Regions from separate parts of the Danio rerio genome. Here region 2 is linked to region 1. Evidence: chromatin contacts called from public Hi-C data. All regions are on one chromosome and are shown on one strand. Each heading gives the region's core, a stretch centred on a gene start, on an enhancer-like site or on the middle of the called end of the contact. The rest is flanking DNA. Distances are from core to core; before and after follow the strand shown.

What was found. A called contact is a pair of places that touch in the nucleus more often than the background predicts.
Region 2: a Hi-C map of embryo shows a contact between it and region 1, with 2.5 times the contacts expected there. The contact joins the enhancer-like site here to the promoter of slc1a2b in region 1. A contact is called at or near these places in 5 of 18 Hi-C or Micro-C datasets (caudal fin and embryo) and 1 of 4 datasets of contacts at active chromatin or transcription factors (embryo).

Annotation. Positions count from the first base shown.
Region 1 is chr25:40,089,534-40,092,239 of GRCz12tu, forward strand. It overlaps slc1a2b (solute carrier family 1 member 2b), which reads left to right and starts at 1,398. Exons shown (of 11, transcript NM_199979.2): 1 at 1,398-1,655. pamr1b (peptidase domain containing associated with muscle regeneration 1b) reads left to right here. Exons shown (of 14, transcript XR_012400567.1): 14 at 495-660.
Region 2 is chr25:40,127,823-40,130,528 of GRCz12tu, forward strand. slc1a2b (solute carrier family 1 member 2b) reads left to right here. Exons shown (of 11, transcript NM_199979.2): 11 at 965-2,706. The coding sequence ends at 1,039. Among named protein-coding and RNA genes, the nearest start is that of cd44b, 17 kb to the right of the region's middle. Within about 2 kb of position 1,354, at least 4 of the 62 cell types and tissues checked have an H3K27ac peak or open chromatin away from gene starts, as enhancers often do.

The sequences.
Region 1 (2,706 bases), core at 148-2,647:
CAGGCGGTGGTTATGATGATCGATTAGTCAGTTTTAATCATCTACACCAGCATCCTACACTCCTCTCCTGCCTGCCTGAACTGCTGGAATGGTTCACAATATGAAGTATCGTCATGTCTTCTCTCTACTCTCTGTACTTCACCCATGCTGACACAATCTACACAGTCAGAAAGCAGGAAAGAGTGCAGAAGAGTTCAGCTCAATGTCTGACTGTTGATTCCAAGATCTGTTGTGTTTAAGATTCAGTCATTCACTCTCCTTCGGCTTAGTCCCTTTATTCATGAGGGGTCGCCACAGTGGAATGAACCGCCAACTATTCCAGCATGTGTTTCAAACACAGCGGATGCCCTTCCAGCTGTAACCCATCACTGGGAAACACCCATACACACTCAATCACACTCATACATTCCCCTATAGCGCATGTGTTTGGACTGTGATGGAGCACCTGGAGGAAACCCACACCAACACAGGGAGAACATGCAAACTCCACACAGAAACACCGACTGACCCAGCCGAGACTCAAACCAGAGACCTTCTTGGTGTGAGGCCACAGTGCTATCGTGACGCCGCAGTTTCAGTCCAGTTTCTTTAGTTCTGTGTTCATAACATCAATAAATTGTGATGCAGAATTACATTAAAAATGACCAAAGTAAACTGGAATGACATCCGCTTTATAATCTCATCAACACACCAACATATAGAACAAAACCAATTTAATAAATCACAGAAGGGAATAAATGATACTTAAATGACTGAAGAGCAAAAACAAAAGCGCAGCATGACACAGTCGTGAAGAAGTGAAAGTGTTGTGAGGAGCTTAATATAATCTGAGAGCTTAGAGTTGTGTTCGTGATCCTCTTTTCTTCTGCTGAAGCTTTACATTACAGCCATAAAGAAGAGCTCATGACCTCAGAACACAGCCGAGAGATGATGGAGCAGAGGATGAGCAGTGTTCCTCCCCACAGCCCACTGTAGAGGAGTGCAGAACAGCTAGAGTGTGAACAGATGACAGCGTTTCCCATTCCCTTCATTGATTTGGGGGTTTAATAGATTCTGTTTAATGGTTTAATCCGTGTGGTGTGTGTGTGTGTGTGTGTGTGTGTGTGTGTGTGTGTGTGTGTGCGTCAGATCAAGACTGCAGAAGTCAGGTTATAGTACTAGTGTAACTGCATCAAGTGACTCCCAGTACACCTGTGTGCCTCACATTGCTTTCTTCTTATGTAAAATACCCCCCCCCCCCACACCTCCACCACTACCACACACACACACACACACACACACACACACACGCACGCTTTTGAATACATGGTTAGTAGGGACTCTGTATATTTGTGTGTGCGCGCGCGCATGTGTGTGTATCCTCCAGCTGAAGGTGGAGACCGGAGGAGGACCGGCTCGCAGTGAGGCGGAGCAGCGGGAGTGTAAACACACACACACTCACACACACGCGCACACACACATCAGGGTCCCCGAGCTGCTCTGCTTCAGTCTGCCGGTTCATGAGCTCCGAACAGCGGATTACCCGAGCACTCCTCCAGCCTCCTCCGCGCGCGACACCCGAGCACAGCGCGTGACACGACAACAAGAAGAAGAAGACAACACACACACACACGCTCATTCACCTGCTGAACACACACACACGGCCAGCCTGACAGGTGAGTCTCATCCGCGCGCGCCTGTTTGTCTGTAACACTGTGATCTGGTGTGTGTTGTGTATGCGTGATGATGATGATGATGAAGACTGTTTAATTGATCTGCTGATTGACCTGTCTCTGATGAAGCTTCAGGAAGTCTTGCAGTAGATGTGAGAGCGGAACAGGCTCATGGAGACTCTCGGTGGCTCCTGTGGAATCTCTTTGTTCAGTTTTATTGATCAATCATGCTGTGTGTGTGTGTGTGTGTATGTGTGTGTGTGCGTGTGTGTGTGTGTGTGTGTGTGTGTGTGCAGAGCTGCTTGACTAATGTGTGATTGTACGAGTCTTCATGCAGATAATCCATTATCTTCATCCTGCTGGACTTCAAAAGCCTCATGAGTGACAAAACAGACTGTCTGTTCATTGTGTTGAGGGACCCGTGTGTGTGTGTGTGTGTGTGTGTGTGTGTGTGTGTGTGTGTCTGTGTGAAGATGCGGTATGGGCACACATGTGTTCCTGCAGTAATATTGAATAAATGAAAGCTCTTTTCGCTCAAACATTATTATCATCATGAGGTGTTTGATCTCTGTAGTGTGTCAGTTTGGGTTCAGCAATGGAAGAGTTCATGAACACTGAAGCGCTGAGGAGGAGGAGGAGGAGGATGAGGAGGAGGAGGATGATGATGAGGATGAGGTTTCTGGAATTTTGAGAATATTGTCAATTGTGCGTTAACTCATTCTGCAGGTTGACAGTAATAAGGTGTGTGTGTGTGTGTGTGTTTGGTCATGAGTGAATGTGTGCATAAGTGTGTGTGCATAAGTGTGTGAATGTGTATGCATGAATGTATGTGTGTTTGTGTGCATGAATGTGTGTGTGTGTGTGTGTGTGTGTGTGTGTGTGCATGAATGTGTGTGTGTGTGTGTGTGTGTGTTTGTGTGCATGAATGTGTGTGTGTGTGTGTGTTTGTGTGTGTTTGTGCGCATGAATGTATGTGTGTGTGTGTGCATGAATGTGTGTGTGTGTATGTATGTGGATACATGCATGTACATGTGTGCATATATGCATGTGTGTG
Region 2 (2,706 bases), core at 104-2,603, 38 kb after region 1:
CTGTAGAATCGCCACAATATATCAGTTACTACAGTTGTGTTACCATAGCAACTGTAGAATCGCCACAATATATCAGTTACTACAGTTGTGTTACCATAGCAACTGTAGAATCGCCACAATATATCAGTTACTACAGTTGTTGTGTTACCATAGCAACTGTAGAATCGCCACAATATATCAGTTACTACAGTTGTTGTGTTACCATAGCAACTGTAGAATCTCCATGTTGGATAAATCAATGTACTTTACTATAGTGCAGATCAAAAACACTCCAGTATGATCTGTAAGTTCCTCTGGTATTTTTATACGTGGGCTTATCAGTCGACATCAGTTTTGCTCATGTTGTGAGATGGTTAGCTTGTGTTCTGGGTTCTCTCGTCATCTCTGCTCCTGCTGCTGTTGTCTTGTGTTTGCGCACTCTGAATGTGAATCTGAACTTAACCCAAACTAACCCAGGTTATCTAAAACTGCAATCCACCGTAGAGGCCCCGCCACATAACCACTCACACATGCTTGTAAGATGGTTGTACCTTGTGTTTGTATTCATTAATGCAAGTTTTTTTATCATATCACAGTGTGTGTATTTGTCGTTGAGTGTTCGATTGTCTGCTTTTATCACAGTTATATGGAACAGCTTTAGTTTTGGAGCACAGATTTCTAAGCAGTAGCACTGACTGCCATGTTATATTGCAGAAATGAAGGAGTGGATTATGAGGAACGATAAGGAGGAACTTTCAGGATGATTTATACTAGCAAAGAGAACTAAATACTTGAACAACCAATCAGAATCTGGGCTCCATTTGGAGACTAGTATCAGTGATGTTCACAAGGACACGTCTTATTAATCTAGAACTAGAGGCTGCAGATTTAGCAGAAAGTGAACATCAGCTAGTCCCAGAAATCTTTGCTCCAGACATGTGTGTGTGTTTTCTGGCCGTGTGCTCAGATGTGTGTGATGTTTCAGGTAACCTTGGCGGCCACCAACGGCTCGACTGCGGAGATCACAGTCGTTGAGGAAGAACCCTGGAAAAACGATTAAACCCCCCCCCCGACCCGACCCAACCCAAAAGCAGAGACAACCAACCTACATCCATGCACATAGAGCACAAACAGCTTTCCTAGATGACTCCTGTTCGTTTCTAACCTCTTTAACTAAATCTAAACACGCGTAACACGAGAATGTGAGGCCAAAAGCTGACACGCTTGTGTAAAGTATTCTCCACGCCAGTACACTTCAACACCTTCATGTTTGAGGAGTGTTTTCCAGACACACACTGCCTGTAGCAGCTCACCGTATCAACCTCCTCGCTCACCGTAGACCCTCTCTGTCCAATCACAGCGTTTCTCATCAGCCTCATAGGGTGTTGCTAGGACACAGACGACCGTACGGCACACGTGTGTGTGCGTCTCAAGAGCACAGGCCAGTATATTTACAGTTCAGGTTTAACCAGAGCCCTTCAGATGTACTGAAATATGCAATGCAAGCCTTACCTTTCATTCCTAATAAAGCACAAGTCATAAATATATATATATTTATATTGCACAACCAAACCACGAGCTCCAGAAGTGCATCTATCAAACTGACGCGGCTCATTTATATACGCTAAACCAGGTTTGGCTTCATTAACCGATTTACACAGCCATCTCTAAACTAGCCCACATCTGCTCAGAACATTCCCCAAGGCTGATGAGATGTAGAAGTAACTCAGGCTCCTCCATAACCCCGGTGTATCCGTCAGGGACATGAGCACTCCTGCTGCAGAGTGAAGCGCATGCTGGAGAGGATCGATGTTTACCTGTTTTTATAATCCAGTGTTTTTAAATACCTGATGCCTTCGTGTCTTTTACTGCTGACGCTGTTTTTTATTTCATTTATCGCACTTTCGCATCCCTTTTAAAAGAGTTTACCTCAGAAAAACACACTCACCAAGGCTCGAATCACTGGCGGTATCACGATGAATCATCTTAAAGAGGATTTTATATGTGCGCTGATCCAAAACGCTACCTCTGGATGTCCGTCCTCTTTCATCTCCTCCAGACGACTGTTTCTGAGCCCCGTCATGCTGCAAATCATCACTGTCCGATCGACCAATCACACGCGTTCACATACCTCGCCAAGCCAATCAGAGATTCACATTCGAAATCACAGCTAATCCCAGAAATGGATTCTAGATCCCTAATGTGTCTAATCGGTTCGCTAACTAAACAGTGTTGTAATCTTGAAAACAAGCGCCATATGAACACCGTAATGTGAATTTAGGCTGACGTGTGCAGCGTCGGCCCCTGAGCCTCCGTCGTGTTTGATCTCACTGTTAGCTGCATGGACATTAGTGTTTCGCACCAGTTTTTAAAGTAAAGCATGCGTTTTGAAGTGCCTCCCTGCACTTTGTGTATATACTGAAGGCAGCGGCGCTGCTAGTGCTGGAAACCGGGGGCTCAGACGCTCCCCGAGGGCCCCAATAAATCTACCATCCCGCATTTTCTAGCGAGAGATTCTGACTGGGTGAAATGTACTGTACGGAGCCCAGAACTCCTAGCGGCGCCTCTGATCGTGGGTAACATCAGTATGATATGTTCAGTCGTAGACTCGTGGAGATAGTGTTTAATTGATGTGAGCGTTTTAATGAAAGTGTTTTTGTAATCCTGTAGCGCTGTATTCCCTCATCGTGCTGCATTAAATACTCTAGTCAGACGTCTAGAAGCGTA